Regions from separate parts of the Zea mays genome. Here region 2 is linked to region 1. Evidence: chromatin contacts called from public Hi-C data. All regions are on one chromosome and are shown on one strand. The core of a region is the stretch at or near the end of the contact, and the rest is flanking DNA. Distances in the headings are between cores, read along the strand shown. Region 1 holds the start of LOC103641904 (cationic amino acid transporter 6, chloroplastic). Region 2 holds the start of LOC100285441.

Evidence for each region. A called contact is a pair of places that touch in the nucleus more often than the background predicts.
Region 2: a contact with region 1 is called in a Hi-C map of ear, with 1.8 times the contacts expected there. The contact joins the promoter of LOC100285441 here to the promoter of LOC103641904 in region 1. A contact is called at or near these places in 2 of 25 Hi-C or Micro-C datasets (ear and tassel).

The regions. Positions count from the first base shown.
Region 1 is chr10:136,642,138-136,649,736 of Zm-B73-REFERENCE-NAM-5.0, forward strand. LOC103641904 (cationic amino acid transporter 6, chloroplastic) reads right to left here and starts at 3,162. Exons shown (of 5, transcript XM_008665213.4): 1 at 2,379-3,162; 2 at 1,902-2,124; 3 at 1,256-1,586; 4 at 938-1,169; 5 at 1-252. The coding sequence starts at 2,736.
Region 2 is chr10:137,061,683-137,069,142 of Zm-B73-REFERENCE-NAM-5.0, forward strand. LOC100285441 reads left to right here and starts at 4,862. Exons shown (of 3, transcript NM_001158334.1): 1 at 4,862-5,048; 2 at 5,532-6,846; 3 at 7,421-7,460. The coding sequence starts at 5,660.

The DNA of each region.
Region 1 (7,599 bases), core at 1,912-4,411:
CTGCGCCGAACAGTGTCATCCCCCACTGGCACCACCCATCGATCTTCCTCGAGAGGGAGAAGCCGAGAGAGCTCAGGGTGAGGAGCAGCAGGAAGAGGAGGACATGCAGGGGCCGGTTTGTGCCGACCTTCACGTACCGGTGGTAGATTAGTGCATTGGCGACCAAGTAGAAGACCAGCAGGGTTCCGATGGATATCATCTCGAACACTATTTGCAGCTCCGTGAAGAGTGCTAATGATGCAGTGCAGAACCCTGGGCAAAGAAAGCGCTAGGCTGTAAGAATGTATTGCAAAAAAAAGGGGGGCTCTGTATTCTCTAGTGACACGTCTGTGACTATGGATATCAGAGCATTCATCAACCTGCTCTAACTATAGCTAATGTATACTGATCTTAATAACCTGCTCTAACTATAGAAACAATAACTCAATCATGGAAAACAATGCTTGTTATGTGGACTCTGCCCCTCGATATTGGAAGTCCATATCAGAGCATCAAAGCAAAAGTGAAGCTAATCTAGGGCAAGAGGGCAGCTTATTTATTATATGGCTCACTTGGTCTAGACTAGGTTTATTTTATAAGTTATCTTAAGATTCATAAGCTTATGACTTTAACTATTATATTTACTACTACTGCTTGCTTGTCCCTTTTTCTACACATACACATGTATATAGTTCTCTTGATCTGCTTTTTCTTGGGAACGATGTATTTTATTTTGTATATAGTTCTCTTAACACTAGTTATGTCACCATTCCAACCATTTGGGAGTTAAAAGTTAAAAACATTTGTACTCAATAGTGCTGATATCTGGACTTGCAGAAAATATTTTCAAGCTACCCGGCATGTACGACTGCAACTTTACTGCAAAATTATAACACGGGTCGTCGCTGGTGTATCATCTTTCTTGCAAAAAAGATCTGCATTCTTGTTGTGTGTATACCTAGAAAGATGGTGGCGTTCATGGGGGTGCCTGTGGAAGGGTGGACCTTGGCGAACCACAACGGCACGAGACGCGCTCTGGCGATGACGCACAGGTACCTGGCCTGCCCCAGCATCGCCACCATCAGCGACGCCACGATGCCGATGCTCGCGCCGGCGCCAACCACGCTGCTCGCCCACCTCCACCCCACCTTCTCCCTGAACGCCGACGAGAACGGGGCGGCTTCCGATATCTGCACGTACGGTGAGGCGAGAACATCTAGCTTATCTAGGCACCGAGCGACCGGCCAGGAGTGCGTACGCATGCATGGTCACCCACCTCGGTGTAGGGCAGCATTACGCAGAGGGCGACGGACATGAGGCAGTAGAGCCCGGACACGACGAGCACCGAGCCGGCGATGCCGACGGGGAGCGCGCGGGAGGGGTCCCGGATCTCTTCGGCCATGGTGCACGCCGAGTCGTAGCCTATGTAGCTGAAGTAGACGACGGCGGCGCCGTCCAGGACGCCGCGGACGCCGTAGGGGGCCAGCCCGTGCGGCCGCACGAGGTTCCTCGCGCTGCCGTTCCACAGGCCGGCAGCGACGATGAAGGCGAAGAAGAGCAGGTGGAACACCGTGAGCACCATGTTCAGCATCGAGCTCTCCTTGGTGCTGCGTGCAGCAGTTGCGAATTTAATCGGTCTGGTCAATGATGCTAATACTATCTTTTTGCAAAGCGTGTTTTTTTTAAAAAAAAATCAACAGCAGCCAGAGAACAAGCTACTAGTATGTAATGTATCCATGTGTTTTTGTGTCATCGCATTGATATAGCAAGTCATGCACAGAATTTGTACTACTACTGTGCCCATCATAAAATACAGGAAGTAAGAACACAGAACCCTATATATATCACTAATGACAGTCTCAAAGGACAGACGACTATAAAAGGCACAAGTTAATGGTCTACATGCATTATTAATTTGTTACCTATAGCACAGGCATACGGTTATGAGAAGGATGAGCGCGACGGCCGGCACGTCCAGCTCATTGTACCCGTCGGCGATGCCGTCGACGACGATCCTCCACGCGTTGCGCTCCGTGACCCCGAACGTCGATGCCAGGTAGTCCGTGAAGCTCCTCGCCACCGCCGCGTTTGACAGCACGTACTCCATCAGAATGTTCGCTCCGCCGAAGAACCCCACGAACTCGCCTGACAAGATGTAGCTAGCTAGGAAGGATCATATTCATAGAAGGGTTTTGCTTTGCATTGTCCACTTTTATTAAGTACCTGTCCTTTATTATTAATTAGGACATGAACACATTTTTTTAATTTACGGTACACATATATCTGACCGTTACGTTTCATTAATTGATTCAAGTGATTCCTCCTTCCTTTTAAACGTACAGTAGCAGCGTGAAACCATGGCGCGAGAGGAAATGAAAGAGTCGTAATTATTAACCTACCGAACGTTACTCTGAGGTAGCTGAAGGCGCCGCCGGCGACGGGGACGCGCACGGAGAACTCGGCGTAGCACAAGGACGACAGCAGCGCGGAGACGCCGGCGACGACGTAGGACGCGAAGACGGCGGGCCCCGCGGTGTCGCGCGCCACCCTCCCCGTGGTGACGAAGACGCCCGCGCCGAGCATGCCGCCCACGCCGAGCCCCACGAGGTCGTACCACTCCAGCCGCCGCTTCATGCGCGCCCCGGACCGGTCCCGCACCTCGTTCAGCTCCTGCGTCGGCGTCCACGTCACCAGCGCCCTCCTGCGCAGCCGGTGCGGCGTCTGCGCTATGGACAGCAGCACGTCGCGAAGCGCCATATCAACGGCCTCTAGCGAGCAGCGCCCCTGCTACTATCTAGCTCCGTTTCTCTCGAGCTGTTAATTTCTCTCTTCTCTTCGTTCCTCCTTCTTTTGCTAGCTCCTCCTGGTGGCTTGCGCTTTCTTCATCTGTGGCTGGGCCTGGGTGGACGTAGCCGGGGACGATCGAATCGAGCTCGCGGCTACTATTTATACGAGAAAGAGAGGAGGAGGGCATTCAAGTTCATGGCCACTCGGACGGTGGGCAATGAAGTCTCTGCGCTTGTCCAGCTTTTTGGCGTACTGGCCTCACCCACGCGAGCGAGCTAGCCAATCCAGCAGGCCAGCACCAGCACTAGCAGTAGACGATGGATGCTTGTGTCCGTCAGTAACTTAACTGGGGGGGAACCTTGCCTAGCTACTGGCTAATGGAGAGTATCTAGCTCGCATGGGGGAGCAGCAGCTTCAGAATTAAGTGCATGTCTCCTGCTGCTGCTCGCTCTCCCCTGCAGGCTGCAGCGAGCGACCGCTGGAGCTCAGTGTGTGCTCGTTCCTGTCCGATGCCAGGTGGACGCCGTTCATCCGTGCCGTGCGTGAGTCATGTGCATGTTCGCCCCCAAAAAACACTATACGCAGATCAGCGCGCGCACATGCCAACACAGCTGGAGTTGCTGGGAGGCTTTTCTAGCTGCAGGCTGCAGCGCGACGCGAAATGCTGCTGTTCTTGTCCCACTTCTCAGACAATGCAAGTTTGAAAACCTTGAGGCGAAAGATGCTAGGTTGTTTCGTTGTTCGGATTCATTTTTACTTGGATGAAATATATGGTTGCAGATTCAGGCACATACTCTCATCGCTTCTCCATTTAATTAGGGTGTATTTGGTTGAGAAGTGGAGAAAAATAGACCGACTTTATTCTTATTTTCTGGATGTTTATTTTCGAAAAATAGGAACCGAATGACTTTTAAAGCCTTTATATAGAAATTTATTATAAATAATTGAAATGCTCCCGTAGTCCCCGTTCCACTAAAATGACCAGATATGACCAGATACGAGAGCTTCCTTAGACGCGAGCGCTCTCCTCCTCTCTACGCTCCGACCAAACAAAAAACGGTTTCATTTTAGTTGACTCTTCAATCAAACACACTCTCAGTCTTCACACACACCAGTACTTTGCTGTTGGTACATCTGCAAATGTGCTGTCTCTGACGGCTCCGGCATTTTCTATGTTGCCACAGCTGAAGCTCACACATGGCACAGCCGCACAGGGATCCAGGCTCCAGCAGGTAAATGCGTGTAGTGGATCTTGTCGCTGTTTATAAATGGCGATGAAATCTGTACTAGGATGTGGTCACGTAGAGCACAGATTCTCGTACCCTTCATATGTGAATGTGATCTAGCCTTGAAGGTAAGATTTATTATCGTGCTTTGCTGGAAAGCAGAGTGTGAGGTCAAATCTACATGAGCCCTACAAGGAGACCATCAATATACTACTGATGACCATGTTATTAGGCAACAGCAGGTGCAGGACCATGGCGACGTGTTGACATGTGATTGACCCTCCGCGGAGAGCATGCCTCATCAGGCACTGTCATCTGCAGGCTGCTAGCTGTGATTACTTCAACAAAAAAAAAAAAACCCAAGAAGCTGCAGGCGCTGCTCCAGGTTGTTAGGCTATCCGCACTCATATAACTCTAAATTTCTACTCTAAAAGGAATATTCTGTCCTAGTCAGCAAAATTCTTTACTCTATACTACAATTCTCCGCAGTCATATCTACTTCATATCTCAACTCTATACCAACTACCACATATTATATTATTTCTTTCTACCATGCTACCACACACGTACAGCCACATCGCCTCACGCTGTCAGCGCACAAGTTTCCATGACGGGAGGAGGGAGATTTGGAGTAGCTCTAGAAGTAGCGTTTTTCATGTCTTCCTTTAATTTAAGGTGGGCGGTAAGGTGCAACGTTGCAGCAGATTTTTACTGCATTTCTAACTGTATCCGGTAGCGCATGCTTTACAGCTTTCGAGTGCGGACAGCCTTATCTTTTATCCGCCTGAAGATATATGTTTTGAGCTACCAACTTCCAATTAAAACAGCACCAAATGCCAGAGCTGAAGCGAAAGGTGAGAAAATGCAGAAATAACCTCTATAAATTAGCGGACGTTATATGTAAAAAATCAATAGGATTGCAACATTCTGAAACAAATCCGCCTGAACCCAGTAATTAGGTAAAGTCACTTGGAAAATTAGCGAGAAATGATTGTTTTTTACAAATAAATGCAAACCTAAAACGTGTTTACAGGTACTGTTTAGGGGAACACACCAGCTTAGTGACTACAAGAAGGAACGCTGTATTCAAGCCTGATGTAGCTAGAGGCTGCGGCTATATGACTTTTCTTCTTCTTCTTCTCTCTCTCTTTCCCATGTATGGTCTTTTATGTTTGGGATTAAAGATTAATTTTGTGGCCGAGACTGTGAATGTGAGTTTGGGTTTACTTGCTTGGGAGTGTAGAGAAGCTTGGCTTGGACTGATTCCTCTCCTAGGAGAGACTGTGAAAAAGAGGCATGTCAGGCGTTAGACGATCGAGACATCGGGAGTATTATTAGAAACTGCTCTGAAAGTGAGTAGTAAACGTATTCTCTGATCCAACCGGCCCTTATCGGCTTCGTTCCTTTCTTCCAAGGGAACCTCGACGAGCTTTTCCGAGAACGCGATCTCTGTAGAAAGATAACATACGAGGATAGCACCAATGATCTGACGGCTTGAAAGAGAGGCCAGGCGACGTCCTGAATAGTCAAAGATTCAGAGAGCATAAAATGATTAGCCTGGAGCTCTGAAAAGATATACTCCATACAGACGAACTAGCTAGTACTGCATGAAAGCATCAAGAGCGTACTGCTACAAGAAACAGCTTTGCGCGCGCAACGACGCAACATACAATACTCCAGAAAAAAAAGAGATCGGCTGTTAAAAGGTTGCAGGAACAAGGAGCAGCAGATATCGATCGATCCGCCTGATCCCGACCGTATGCAGCGCCGGCCGGCACAGGGACAATTCGTTCGCCTTGGATGCCTCGTAGCATAGCATCTGCTGGCACTATAAGGGGTTTTTGGAGAAAGAAGAGCACGCACGCACGCATATGCGTACTGCGTACATAGGCTGCCACTAATGATGGCCTCGAAAGAAAGATGAGGCGACTCTGCAATTGTTAATCCTTCTGTTCGTTGTAGGGGTTGCACGGATCGGAGATGGAATCATCTTACTAATCAAAGGTGAGGCCTAGGTTATTAGATGCTACAGGTGTGTAGGCATTCTTGATGGTCCCTATTAGCCTGCCTTTTGGAATAGGGGTACGTATACAATGCACACTATATCGTATACTATATATTGTAGCCAAATTAACTGGGCATATGGGCATGCCACTTTCACAAACAGGTCCATATGGGCATGCCACTTTCACAAACAGGTGTAGATGTAATTAAGATCAAGATGCATGTTGCATATTGTAATGTGTTGAGATTTATTTAGGCTCTAGGTCAGAGATGTTGTGGATTCTGTATTGCAATGCAGTGCTTATAAGTAGACGTGTGAGGGATATGTATGTAGAAAGTGGGCAAGAGTGGCACTTAGTTGATAGATAGATGTTCATTCTCTGTCTTTCTTTATGTGTTTTTTACTAGATGAGTTTCACTCATTTCTGAAAATCACAATAGTATTACATGATAAGGGATTTGCAGCAACTTATTTCTCTAACTAAAAGATATAGTATCGCTTAAGCAATGGAGAATAGATAAGTTACCAACAATGCCTTTACTCGACGGGGGAAAAAATCCTTCCACATTTTCCAGTGACCCATTTGTTCGGGCCTTTCCGTTATTTCTATGTCATATATATAGATTGGAAGGGTTGAAAAAATTAGAAGACATTTTGACTTGCTATGGATTTAAACATCTAATCCCCCTCCAATCTATATTGATTGAGATAAAAAACGAACAGCTTCTCGGGTTGAAAACACCTGTTGTCATTTGTCAACTGGGAACGATTATATATGTTCTTGCATAAGGAAAAAATGCTCACAGAAGAAAACCCGAATTGTTGTAGCACAATAAAAATAGTCTGAGACGGCGACCTCGCTGTTGCCAGTCGCATAGACAGGGAAATATTTCCGGACCATGAGCTCATCACCAGCCAATTCTGGTCTGGGCTGGTTTTAATTCAATTTTTACTATTTTGGGTTGAAACCAAAACTTGAGACCAGATTAACATAAGTGCGTTCCTATGCCTTGGCCCATGAGCCTGATAGGCCCGGCTCTGGGGTACGGCGAGGGGAGGTGTCCGCTTCAGGCCTCCGACGGCAAAGGGCCCTAGCGGCTATGTGCTGTCGATACGTGTATTGGACTGGACCTAGAGCTTTAAGCAGACAGCTTTTGTCTTGGGCTAGCCCAAAAGTACATGAGCAAATAGTTAGTAGAACGCTGAAGATTTTCTAAAAAAAAGGTACGTAGAACGCTGATGCTTTGCTAAAAAACAGAAGTAGAAAGCTTATGCAGTCTTCGAATCTTGCACGCACTCACATCCTCTTCATAATTCTGAACCCAACGGCCATCGCTGAATGGCTAGATTCTCTTACTATGATAAATGGATGATCAACTTCTCATAAATGAGTGCTAAAGTTCAACAAGCGTTTTATTATTAGATCGCTGATCAAGTTTACATAAATTAATACTCAAGTTTCAAGTGTTTATTATTAGACCGCTGATCGCCTTTGCGTAAATGAATGTTGAATGGAACCTTGAGGTGATTTAATATGTAACTCCTGTTGCAATGTAAAGTGTACATCCATTTTATTCCTGGAACACATTAATTTCAATTGAA
Region 2 (7,460 bases), core at 3,612-6,111, 420 kb after region 1:
GACTTGTTCGGATAACTCTCAATTCATGTGGATTGAGTGAGATTGGGTGAGTTTAAATCCCAAGAAAGTCAAAGCTTTTCTAATTTTTTTTCCAATCTCATCCAATCCATGTATAATGAGAATAACCGAACAAAACCTTAGGTGGAAGCTTTTTAAAAGCGAATGGAACTCTGATAAAACTCTCACCGAGACTGATCTACATGGCGAGGGCAGTGAACCTAGACAAACTGGGCCTGTTTGGTTCACTACCTCAGTTGCCACACTTTGCCTAACTTTTCTGCCTAAGGTTAGTTATTCAATTCGAACGACTAACCTTAGGCAAAGTGTGGCACATTTAGCCACAAACCAAACAGGCCCTTAATATTCCTTCCAAATTATAATTTATTTTAAACTAACATACATTCTTAATTAACCTATGCATATAGTTTGTAGTATGTCTACATTTTGAAACTGGACAGGAAAAAGAAGCTTGAAAAGAATTATATTTTGAGACATATAGAGTAAAAAAATAGTAAGACAATTTCTCTTATTTCCTAATCAATCTTAAACTTGTTATGAATGTGTTCTTTTCATCTTCTGAGGAAACGGGGAAGTATACGATTTTTCATTTTAGAGCGGTAGATACATTCATACATATGAAGCCTATAAGAGTATCTCCAAAAGACTAGCTAAAAGATTCGTCAAACCAAATGTTGGCTACTTAATAGAAAAAATAACTCTTCAACAGATTAACCATTCAACTAGTCAAGCCTTCCGGCTCTCTAAATTAGTCCCTCTCTAGTTAAACTTGGCTAGCCACTTTGGGTAGCCAAACTAACTTACCAAGTGCGGGATAATGTGTAAACGGTAAACCCACACGTTGGTGTGTAGAGAGAGCTAAATGTAGCGATTGAGAGCATCTCCAAGGGACCCACCATCTATTTACCTCTCCATAAATATTACACTCTAAATATAGCATATCACTCTAATAGACTTCATTTCACATCATCTAAATCTCAACCGCTACATTCAACTATCTCTCGCTCTCTCCACACACCGACGTGTCGGTCTACATATCATCTCATGTTTGGCAAGTTAGTTTGGCTAGCTTAAGTGGCTAGCCAAGTTTGACTAGAGAAGGAGCTAATTTAAGGAGTTGGGTAGCTTGCCGATTTAGAAGACTAGTCTGTTGGAGAGTTATTTTGTTGTTAAGTAACTACGATTTGGATTCACAAGCTATTTGGCTAGTCTTTTGGAGATGCTTGATTTGAAATTTGGAAATAGACAGTCCGTTAGGGTGAGATGCTATATATAGAGTGTAATATTTGTGAAAAATAACCTGTTTGATTTTATATATTGGAGCACAAATTTGAGAATTGGAATCAACTTTCCAAATTTCTGTTGTTTCGTTGCGCATAGATTTGAGATTTGGAATGAGAGACACAATTCCTTAGAATTGGATTATAACTAGCCCCTCGGTATTGCGTAGAATTAGACCACACAATTCCAAACTCCAATCCAGTGACCACCAAACAATAGAATTATAATTACATCTCATTTAAATACCATGGTTGACTTGGTATTTAACCCAATTCAATTTCTTACCCTCCAATATCGACATCCAAATGGAGCATTAGGGCATGTACAACCCACATAAATGTCCAGTATCTTAAGGGGGTAAGTGCAAAAAACACAAGAGACGGTATCTTAGTGAAGGAACATCTTTAACACGGTTCTGTAAGTCTAGATACGGTTCTAACCATACAACCCACATAAATGAGTCGTATCTTGAGAGATTGTTTTGAATATGATATAAGATTTAGATACATTAGGTTATATGAAGGGGTTTTTTAGTGTATCTAATGCTTGTAGAACAAAAAGTAGTACATTCCCCTCCCACATACTATAATTCTCGAGTTAAAGATCGTCAAGAATACTGTATGCGTTTTGGAACCTACAGCTCACTATCTGGTGCTTGAATTGTCGCTTCGTTTTGCTCTGCTAATAAAAGATTCAGCGACCTTTTATCGCTAAAGTTGCACGATAACCACACCCATGATTAAAGTGCGGGCAGGCGATTAGGCGTTACAAACGGCATCCAACACTCGATAGGCATGCTCATTTGTTTGGGTGACTGGGACGTTCGGTCGCAGCGCGCCAGGCGCCAGCGTCCCAAGACCAAGAAGGGATGTTGACAGGTGGGTCCCCTGTAGCCCCAAAGGGGTTACAGCGTGGTCCAGCACCCGGGCCCAAACGTCTTCCAATGGCCTGACACATTTCAATACAGCAATCAATTCACTTTCGGTGAGAATCGTACCTCTAATTAAAACCAACAGTTCCTCATATCACCATTAAGAGACACCTTCCTTATTTGTTTTTTTCGGAAACATCATTATTTTCTATTATAATGGTATTGTTTGACATTTTTTAGTTTCACATTATTCACTTTAGTTCTATACTAAATCAAACTTGTTAAAATTTGGCAAATTATTTAGAAAAAACAATTTTAATATACTTTGGACCAATCTCACGCGCTGATGGCTAAACATTGCCTTGTTTGGTCGCAGACACTCGGGGCTTGTTTAGGAGCAGTGGATATGCTAGATTTTTGTGCTAGTTAAACTTTCTAAAGTCAAACTAAATTTATAGAAAAATATTAGTGACATTTATATCTCCAAATATGTATATATTTTATAACAACATATTTAATAATTATTCTGATAATATTTATTACTTATCCTAAACAGTAGTAATCTCTTATTCTCTTATGTATATTTCATTGAAGTTGAATATGTTAAGAACGGAGAAGGCACGTTTAATAAGATGAATGCGTAAGCATACATCAACTTTTATTAAAAAACTATCATTTCATGACTATTAATGTAGTCTCCACTCTCCAATATACGTTTAGCTAAATTTTTTGGGTGAAAATATATTGTCATAACTATAAGAATTACGTATTAAATATTCTTTATTAAAATCGGCAACACAGATCATTGTGTTGGGACAAACATGAATTACGATTCAGATACTAATCTTCAAAGCTAACCAAAAACTGAGCACATAAATCCTAAGACCTGTTTGGTTCTATGTCAGCTAAAATTTAAATGAAAATATTAGGTAACTAATGTTTAGCTAGCAGTGTAGTATTTGATTCACTAGATAATGAACCAGATATGCATAACTTTTGATTTGGTGTTACTAGTAGTGAAAATAATGGTTATACGAGCCAATGGCCCAATATTAGCTGTCAGTTGTGGTTGTGATAATGAGATAATAGAAGCTGGACTCTCGATAAAGTTTATCTAGTTTATTAGCTGGTATATTTAGTTTCAAGGTAGCTTAAGTTTAGAAGTGGAACCAAATAGAGCCTAAATAACATTTATTATAGTGTCTCCAAGAGAGGCTCTAAATATGACCCTATTTTTAAATATAGAGTTCGAGACCATAAAATATCCTTCAACAACGAAATTTACCAAATGATTATAATATTTGTATTTTCGGGTTCTAAATATTTTCTAAATTATAACTAATTGTTTCCTGATAATATGTTTTATTTCTTAAATAATATCGTTTTATTAGGTCTAACTGTTGGAGTAAAAAATTTGAGGCCCTAAACATCTTAAATATGGTCCTATTTCAAATTTTAGGACTCCGTTTTAGAATTCCTTCTTAAGTCTAGTTTGGTAACAACATTTTCCTAAATGATTCCTATTTTTTAAAGAGAAAATAAACTAATTTTCATTGAAAAATTGAAAATCGCTTGAGAAAAAAGGTTACCAAACTAATACTTAGAGATGCTTAAGGATGTGTTTGGTTGCAATGACAGGACGGGACGGGATGAGACGATCCCTCAAATAAGGTTGTTTGGTTCAGAGTTAAAGGTTAGGACAGTACTATCTCAGTGTTCTCTCTCAAAATTGGAGGAACGAGAGGGGACACCAGAGGACGTCCCTGATTTGGCTGCCCCGCAACCAAACGCACCCTAAGTCATCACAGAAAGCCATGTTTTTTTTCAATGATCGGCAAGGGTTGATGTTTTTGCGCAGTAAACGGCTCGCTGTAGCCGTAAGAATGTGTGCAACAATCTATCAATAGTTTACATAAAAGTATTTATTTGTATTGTAGATTGTACTATTCGTAAAGTAGAATTTAAATATAAATATATGAATGGGTAAGCTGATATAGTCTAAAGGCATGTACAATGGTGTTTAATGTAGAGACTCTTGAGATGTTTAAAGGGAGTATTTGCAAAAAAAATCGTGGAGCCATCTCTTCGTGAAGAGACGCCTCTAGCTCGTAACCCAAGTAGCAACAAACACGTCACTCTCCATTGTACGAAATTGTCGTCTGTTCTATTGATCCGATGCTGTACAAACACATTTACTTCTGTATTTATTAATAGACTACATTTATAGACACTATATTGTATAATTGAGTCTTTTAATTATCTCTTATGTTTGGAGAATCGTTTTGGTGTCTTCTCATTATACATGACTTAACAAAAACAAAAAGAAGGACCACAACCTACAAGAAACAAAGCTGTGTGATCAGTATAAAAGACTAAAGTAAGCTTGTGATTACCGGCGGTAAACGGCTGGCTGTAGCAAGCTATAGGCTATAGCAGCGGAGCAGCCACGCGTTCCACCAGTAAATCTGTCCGTTCCATTAAAATTTCTAAGGGTTAATTTGACAACTTAATTTTATCAAAAAATAATTTAATTTTCTTTAATAAAATATAAATCTTTTAAAGAAAGTTACCAAACTAGTTGTAGAGGTAAAAACTGAGGAGGAAGAAAAGCAAGGGAAGCAAATATCATACGCCCCCACTTCCGACTCCGAGCAGAGCTCCACAACAGTTACCACGCCTTTCGCTTTTTCTTTTGTCCTCCACTCCACTTCCCCTCTTCACGAGAGGAGAGAGAGAGAGAGAGAGAGTGCGTGCGAATGCGGAGTTACTCGGGGACTGGTACGAGCGGAGCAGGGGTGGGCGGTGGGGGAAGCGAGTGGAAGATTGGGAGCCAAGAGCACGGAGAGTGCCCCGGGATCTTCACCTCCCATCATTCGAGGTGACTATTTCTTTCGTTTCAGTTAAGCTTCTCGGATTCGGGATGGTTGCGTCTCTTGTTTGCGAAGGAGATGGGGATGCGCTGGTTTTGCTGGTTATTTTTGGGTGTGTCTGGGAAAGTTCTGAATGCGGTTTGGGTGCATTTTCCGGGTAGCGAACGGGGGATTTCAGGTGTGGTTCTTGGGATTTTGCGTCGGCGAGGGAGTCGTGGGATTTAAGCAACGCAGGAATAATTTGGTGGGTTGTTGTTTTCGCAAGAGAGTAATGTCTAATCCGATGGATTGAAGCATTGAACGGCACTTTTCGTGTTTGCACAGTGTGGAGTTTGTCCTACTTCCGGGAGTTGCTTGGCTTGGTGGCGCCCAGAATTAGTCTGGAAGCAGGTTGGATTCTTGGAACTCTTTGGATTGAGGCGAACGGTTTCCTTCATCTCCTTGCTCCTCGCCCATTTTTTTAGACAATGAAATCCTTGTGGTTCTTGTAGGGTGGAGTGCTGTCTGCGCAGAAATCTGCTCACCGGGTGCCAGGAAACAGGTGGCTGTAGAGAATTGCTTGGGGATTCGTCAAGAAACGACCCAGTAGGTGGTTGTGCACTTGTTATGCTGAGACTGAATGGAGGCTGTAGACAAGATTGCTGAGCCCAAAGACCCTTTTGTGCTCACTGCCCAGAAGGTTCAGAGCTCGGAGCCACCGATACCTATAAAGGCGTCATGTGAAGGGAATGACTCCCAACAGCAAGAAGAGACGGATTTGCCAGATGATGGCGAAGAGAGCTTCCGGAGCATGGATTCCTCTGATGAAGGTGTCCGGAGCTCCTTCTCTGGGGCTAGTCACCCTCCAGAGCCTATTGACATGGATATCATGAAGACAGTCTATGTTGCAATCGACGAGAAGTCCGAGCCACCGGTTAGTTTAGTGCGAGGAGTCTCGGTGAAGGGGCCTTTCATAGATGACCTCTCGATCCGTGTTACAGGCGCAAAGGCAAATCTGGTGGTAGGTGCAGGCGGTGCTGAAGGTATGGCTGAAGAGAGGAAGGTATCTGCTTCTGCAGTGGCATCAGTCACCACAGCAAGGTCGTCTCAGGCTACCTCTTTGCCTCAGGACTCGGAGGAGAAGGAGTGCGTCTGGGACGCTTCACTCCCTCCGAGTGGCAATGTTAGCCCTCACAGTAGTATTGACAGCATGGGTGTGGTCACTGCTATGAGCACCCTCAACAGCTGCACGAGCACATATAAAAGCGAGACCATAGCTGGTGAAGCAATGCTCAATGTGGAGAGGAACTGTGAGAGTGTAAAGGGTGTTCGAGGTGACTTACTAGAAAGTGCAAAAACCAGCATGAGTCGAGCAAGTGATAGCAGTGTTGTTAGTGATGACAGCAGCTGGAGCCACATCACTGGAGGTGCCAGCAAGCCTCACAAGGGGAATGATCCTAGATGGAAGGCAATTCATGCTGTACGAACTCGTGATAGCGTGCTTGGAATGAGCCATTTTAGACTACTAAAGCGTCTTGGTTGTGGTGACATTGGCAGTGTTTACCTCTCAGAATTAAGTGGAACTCGGTGCTACTTTGCAATGAAGGTAATGGACAAGGCATCCTTGGCAAGTAGGAAAAAGTTAAATAGGGCTCAAACTGAAAGGGAGATTCTACAGCTTCTTGACCACCCATTCCTCCCAACGTTGTATACACATTTTGAAACCGACAGGTTCTCTTGTTTGGTGATGGAATTCTGTCCAGGTGGTGATCTGCATACTTTGCGACAGAGACAACCAGGAAAGCATTTCTCTGAGTATGCTGCAAGGTAATCTATATTGAACACTATTATACTTCAAAGGATGCAACTTGTTTGGCACATTCACCTGCAGAAAGAAAATTCTATTCACATTTGGGGATCTTGTTAATTTAATTTACTACTGGTTTAATTGAAAAAGGTGATCTAATGTTACTATCCTTGTTTATTGGGCTTTTTATGGAGAATCTTGCCATCTAGTTTTATTGGTAGTGTTACTATCCTTGTTTATTGGGCTTTTTATGGAGAATCTAACCGTCTAGTTTTATTGGCCTTTTTGTGAAGAATCTAACTTTGTTCAGATATGCTCTCTACAAATTCCCGAATAGAGTCTAATAGCTTTTATGAGTGATGTGTAGAGAACAAAGTGCACTTGGTTAGGTATCCTAAAATGTTTCCTTCATTAGTGGAGTAAAATTTGTACAGCAGGGCCCATTTGATGAGTAGCATCAAGTAAGAGAGATATTATGCCATGTTAGACTCTTAGCTTTGTTTCATTTGTGCGATAATTCAACAGTAGTTAGTCATGCTGAGTAGCCTTATAGAAGCCGTAAGCAGTATCATGGAGTGCCCTGATTCTGTGCAGGTTTTATGCCGCAGAAGTACTTCTAGCTCTGGAGTATCTA